Linked DNA regions of Zea mays: region 1 is linked to region 2. The links are chromatin contacts, called in public Hi-C maps. All regions are on one chromosome and are shown on one strand. Each heading gives the region's core, a stretch centred on a gene start, on an enhancer-like site or on the middle of the called end of the contact. The rest is flanking DNA. Distances are from core to core; before and after follow the strand shown.

Region 1 (3,206 bases), core at 650-3,149, 230 kb before region 2:
TCTATTTGTCCCTGAGCCCACGTGTCAGGGCTCAGAACCCTTGTACATGCCCCCCTTGAACTATAAAAGGGGAGGCATGCGACGTGAACACGGACAGACACAGGACATTCATGCTTACACTCAACTCAAGCTCTCAAAGCAATACAACACACAGTGGAGTACGGTATTACGCTCCAGCGGCCCGAACCACTCTAAACCCTTGTGTGTTCTTGTGTTCATCCCTTCAATCTCCAACAGGCAAAACGCTTAAGCCCCCTTCGCATCTTAGGACTTAGGGCGGGTGCACTCCGCCACCCGGCCGGAGAATTTCCTCTCCGACAAATTCCTATAAACTTAATGCACATTTCACTAGACTTAAGTGTATAAAAGTCTTTTTAAAGTAGAAGGAAGGGGTAAATGCACCGGGGCTTGCCTTTGTTGCAATAAAGAGGCTTAAGACCTTTCTACCCAATAACCCGTTAGATGGCTCCTCCACTTGATCAGCAGACACTGGAGTAGACTCCTCCTTCAAACACCACTTCATCTAGGTGTTCTACAAGTCAATTACATGTATGCTTATGTAATGATATGAAATGCAAACTCTCACAAGGAGAGGTGGGAAACATAAATAATACAAACTAAAACACATGACAAGTATACACATGGTTCTACACCACCAACACTTACTAATAGTGGCCAAATCGGATTCACTTAGGTAAACCAGAGAACTAATCCATATTAGATCTCATCTAAAAGCTTAAAACTTCTTAAAAACTGCATCTCTTTCCTAGATAAACTTATCTCCTTTTCAAAGCACTAAATCCACTTTTATTAAGGATTTAACCTTTCTATTTTGGACCCTACAAAGCTTCCTGAGAAACTGGCTTCCAAACAGCCCCAAATTTTTACCATATGCTTAGCTGACCAAAATAAAGTTACCCAAACATTTTCATAATTTTTGGAACTATATTTTTATTTCTAAAATTCATTTAAGCCTTCGTAGAGCACTTTTTAATTACCTAAAATTTATTATCTGTTGCAAATATCCTAACATTGGTTTTTTATCGAAAATTTGTGATTTTATGTACCCAGGAAAACTAGTTTCCACATTTTTGCATTTTTCCTATAACTTTTAGCATATTTTACAAGTTGTCAGCGAAATGAAAAGGACAAAACCTAAACAGTATTGGACGGCATTCAGTCTGATCTAGAGATGGCAACGGTTAAATACTTACCGGGTATTACTACCCCATAACCATACCTACGACAAAAAAATAACTCTATCGGGTCACCCTTATATACTGGTGGGTATGGATTTACCCCCATACCCATACCCATGTGGGTATGGGTCACCCGTACCCACAAAAATTAAACAGCTATCAAAATATTATATTATACAAATGTCAAGTATATCCATCTAAATAACATTACAAAATTTCTAGCATCATTTAACCATCCATTCAACACACCAAAGATAATTAGATAAAGTAGTAACACTAGGACAGTACTACATAGCACATTACATGTTCCATTACATGGTCATTAAATTGTCGTTAAGCCTTCTATGACATTATGGCCTAAAAGGTTGTTAAATAGTAAAAAAGATGGACGACTAAAGTCTAAGTTCATGCTTGGGCTAAGTTTATATTGAGTATTTTATACCCATGGGTTAATGGGTATGGATGAAGGTGAATGTTCTAATACCCATTTACCCATTGGATGAAGATTTTTGTTCAAGAATAGACCAACAGGTAGAATATTTAGCCCACATATATACCCTAATGAAGTAAATATCCATCGGGTATTAGGTCGCGGGTACCCATTGTCATCTCTAGTCTGATCCGACCCAAGACTAGTAGGATCACACGCGTCGTCCGCGCGACCTACGCCCTCATGCCCATTTTGCGCAGAGAACCCTGTCGCCATGACTAATCAATCCCGATCCCTCGTCACTGTTTGTCTGTCTCGCTGACGAATGCACATAAGTCCTTTGCCTTCTGCTCATTTATAACTTCCCGGCCACGACCCTACTCCGACGAATGCCGATCAAATACCATGCAGAGCCACCGGAGGCGATCGTCTCCGACGAGAATGAGCATACCTACCCGTCACCCAAACCGACCCCATCACTTCCCCTTGGTTAATCGGATCGAAGAGACCAATATCGCCTCTGGCCGCGGTGGCGGCCGAACCTTGGGTCCGACGAGCCCGATCCCGCGGTCTCCACACGGTAGAGCTCTAACTATGGACACAGAGAGCCTCAGCGACCTAACAATATCATGGTGCTCACGTGAAAACAACCAGAGACAACATGGGTTGATGGGTCGGCGGGGAAGCTGTCCACGGCGCCAAGCTGTGACGGCGCGACCTCGTTTTATGCAACACACAATAGTAGAGTTAGGAATACCAACTTTAGGAGCTTCACTGACCTGTGAGGAACAAGGAATGTGCACAGTTCAGCTGAGATGACCTCCGAAGAGCCCTAACCGAGGTGAGGTGGACCTCCGGCGGTGCGGCCACACGACACAGGGACAACGATGTGAGGGGACTAAGCAGAACAGACGGTGTGGCTGGGACTAACTCCAACATGAAGATGTGAACCCTAGAGGCACACGGTGAATAGGACTAGCGAGTGGGGTAGTGGAGAGCTTCACTACACTGCCCGCAAGTAATAACAAGATAAAGAACCAGGCGCTGGCCAAGCTCGATTTTTCCACGGTAAGGAACGACCCCAAAGGTGCCAGCAGGCAGCAGCTGCTTGGGTTTGAGCATGTGGCTTCCCTCTCAGGCACCACACAGGTTTATAGGCACAGCAAGGCATCGAGCTTGGGCAGGCAACGCAACTAGTGACCAGGCAACTACGGACTCCACCACAGATACTTTGAACCTCTCCAGGACCTGAAGCTTCTCAGCTCGACTCCACTTTACCAGGCGCCAGAAAGTCCCAGGCAACTCTCTAACCAAATCAACCAAGCAATGTCAGCACAATCGTGGGGCTGATATCTTTCCATTTCTTCGTATCTTGATTCAGCTTTGGCCACCAGAACCTGCACTCAAACTTTTGCCTCTTTTTGCTACCCACACCGAGCACACAGGAAACAAGCAAGCAAACAGCCGCCTGTCCAAACTGAGACAAATTCAGTCAACTAACAATTCTTTAGTGACTAAACCAGACACCGAACCAAACTTATTAGTGTTGCTGCTCCATTCCATTCCTCCCAGTTCAG
Region 2 (3,200 bases), core at 372-2,871:
TGTCTTTGATTGGTTGCCTGCACAACAGTGCCAGAGCCAGGCAAGGCTTTTTTTACATTCGTTAGCCTGCATGTGTGAAGAAGCCAAACATGAGCGTCTCAACCGTGCAGACCCGTGCAAGCTAGTCGCAGAGGCTGTCAACAACCAATCAAACCGATAGTGCTCACGAAAGGCTCTCTAGATGGCATGTTTCCTATTGGTAACCGCAGTTCACATACCCGATAATCCATGTTTTTGCGAGAAGTTCAAACGGTGCTAAATTTGCACGGCGACACAACATGTACCCGAGTGTGTGTATGAAACTATGAACGCATTGCTATGCGGTACATTATCAAGCGACAACCGAAGTTTCGTAAGAACCGTATCTACACGAGGTTACAATTTACACACGCGCACGGATGAATGTGTTTCAAACATGGATTGTTTTGATTCTTTTCAAATTATGTACACCTTTGGTAACACGTGGCACTCCCCCGAATGCGATATTACATAATACTTCATTAGTTTAAAAATATAATTTGTTTGACTTTTTAACCCTAAACTTAACCACTTATCTTATCAAAAAATAATGAAAAATCAAAAAAGTAAGTCATATATAAAGTATATTTGATAATAAACAAAATAACAATAATGATTTTGAGGCCGAATTGATCCAAAATTCGTTAATCATACCCAGGGGTGGATCTACACCCGAGCTACCCGGTCTGTGATCGAGGGTATGATCCAATTAACTTTATATAAGTACATATTTGATCTAGTTGAAAATAGTCAAGATAAAAAGAAATCGAGGGTATGATCCAATTAACTGTATATAAGTACATATTTGATCTAGTTGAAAATAGTCAAGATAAAAAGAACAGAAGAAAATTTAGTAGTCTCAGCTCGGGACATGGGACATGAGAAAATTCTAGATCTGTCCTTAACCATACCGATCGTCGGGTACTCGGGTCGCAGATCGTAGAGGGAAAAATGCAATGTGTGACGATCACACCCTTGTCACCTTTTCCTTAGAAACGCCGAAATGGTAGAAGAAAAGAAACGGAATTTTCTGAATAAGCCCTTCAGAAAAAAAGACACAAGCTTCCTCGATCAAGTGATGAATGAGTGATCTGGAGACGAGTGTACGAGGACCGCGTCCACGGAATCCCCAACACCTCCATCACGCCCACGTCAGCGCCGTCACCTTCCCGCAGCCCTCGCATAGTCGCATCGCACTCAAACTCAAGCAAACGAACCCCCGCACCGGACGGATAGGTTTCCCCGTCCGACATGTGGGACTTACCTATTTGACCCCACCTGTCAGTAAAGTTACCCGGATAACGCGGCGTAGCTGTGATCTCCTCCCCCTCGCAAGTCCCGCGTTTACCAGTGGAACATTTTTGGGTCGGCCTCCACACGCAAGCCTCGCCAAGTTTTTAAAACCCCCGAGCTGAAAAAAAAAACACAAGGTAAAAAAATATAGGGAGAGAAATCTCTCGCCTCCCGTCGGAGAGTATCGGTGACCGATGTGTCCCGACGGCGGCGGAAGCTGAGGGAGGTCCTGGCGGCGTCGTCAGCTCAGGGGTGGCGCTGTGGCAACCTGCGCGCGCGCGGTTTTGGCTACCGAGAGGCGGGTCGGGCGTCGGCGGGATGGCGGCGTCGCTGAGGTGGTGGTGGTCGGCGGTGGTATTTTCGGTGGTGGTCGGCGTGATCCCGGTTGTCGCCAACACGGAGGGTATGCGTATGCCACTGCTTCATGCAATTTGTGTTTTGTTTTCTTCAAGGCTTGACGAGTTGCCCACAGCGAGTGAATTCCCTTCTAGGGGGCGATAATGGCTGAAAATCTGGGGATGTCGTCCAGAAACCTAGTGTTTGTTATCGTTCTGCAAGCCTCTGTTGGTGGGCGGGGACTAAACAGGGGATGAAACGGTAGCCTACAGTTCTCATTTCCAGCGCTTTGACCGATTGCTTTGGGGGCGCGGGGTGTTTGTCTCTCCTGGTGTTTTTGTCATTTTGTACTATGCAGCAATGTTTGTATGACATGACTTACCCTGTTACATCTGGAAAGGCGATTGCACAAAACTCGTTCCGGAACAAATGCAGCCTATGCACAGAAGTGTAGATTCTGTTTTCTACTCATGTCAGCGTCTAGAACTATTTTGGGCCTCGATATTCCAAAGGAACTATTTTAGGCTCTGTCAAAATTGTTTCCTTCAAGTTTTTTTTTCTATGAAGGTGCATATGCAGGGTTTTTTTTCCTGATGCAAAACTTTGGCCTTTCATTCACTACTACACAGTAAATTTCCATTCTGTTTCACCATTGCATCTGAACTAAGATGATTGTTTTTGTTTATTTGGCTAAAGATAGCACATTAGTACTCATGGAAGCTGGAGGAAAGAAATTCTGATTACCGAACCTTTGCTGTTTGGGTTGGTACTTAGTTACAAATTCCTAATTAATTTGTTCTGGCATCGTAGATATGCACTGATATATTAACGGTAAATTGTTAACGAACAACCTGTACTTGCTATTTAAATAAAGTGGTGCCATTTAGAATGAACTGAGGCTGCATAACGAAAAAATTAATGCGTACGTTACTTTCTTAAAACTAAATGTCTTGCGAACTAATTGCGAAGAATCGGAAAGCATGGTTTAATCATTAAGAGTGCATTGTTTATAGAATATTTTTTTATCATTCTTCCCAGTACATGTGTTGAAAGAAACCATGTTGTCTTAAAATGCTAATGGTTTTTACCTGGTGTCTGAATCCTTGAAATGGATAGTACATTTGGGTATGTACTCATGATTAAAATATGATACCACCAAGGTAACTGAACCTTTGTAAGGACAGCAGACCGTGCATATGACCGTGCAAAACACTGTTTTTTTGCACTGTAGACTACACTGTTTATAGAGTGAAGTTTGAAATAAGAGATGTGGATGAGTAAGCTGCTGAATATAGAGTGCTCTTGATGCTAGTCATATTATGTGTTGAATCCATGATGCTTAACATTTGATACTCTAGTCTTTTCTACCTATTGAAAAGGGTATTGTCTGCCGAAGTAAAAGATCTGCATAAGTCAAAATAAAAAGAGTGCTCTTGATGCTAGTCATATTATGTGTTGAATCCATGATGCTTAACATTTGATACTCTTTTCTACCTATTGAAAAATGTATTGTCTGCCGAAATAAAAGATCTGCATAAGTCAAAATAAAAACT

What was found. A called contact is a pair of places that touch in the nucleus more often than the background predicts.
Region 1: a contact with region 2 is called in a Hi-C map of ear, with 1.9 times the contacts expected there. The contact joins the enhancer-like site here to the promoter of LOC542015 in region 2. A contact is called at or near these places in 5 of 25 Hi-C or Micro-C datasets (ear, leaf and tassel).

Annotation. Positions count from the first base shown.
Region 1 is chr10:124,642,109-124,645,314 of Zm-B73-REFERENCE-NAM-5.0, reverse strand. No RefSeq gene overlaps it. Among protein-coding and RNA genes, the nearest start is that of LOC100383187, 50 kb to the right of the region's middle. Within about 2 kb of position 1,899, at least 15 of the 20 cell types and tissues checked have an H3K27ac peak or open chromatin away from gene starts, as enhancers often do. A contact at or near this core is called in ear, leaf and tassel, where this site is marked.
Region 2 is chr10:124,410,960-124,414,159 of Zm-B73-REFERENCE-NAM-5.0, reverse strand. LOC542015 (somatic embryogenesis receptor-like kinase 1) reads left to right here and starts at 1,621. Exons shown (of 11, transcript NM_001111662.1): 1 at 1,621-1,714. The coding sequence starts at 1,630.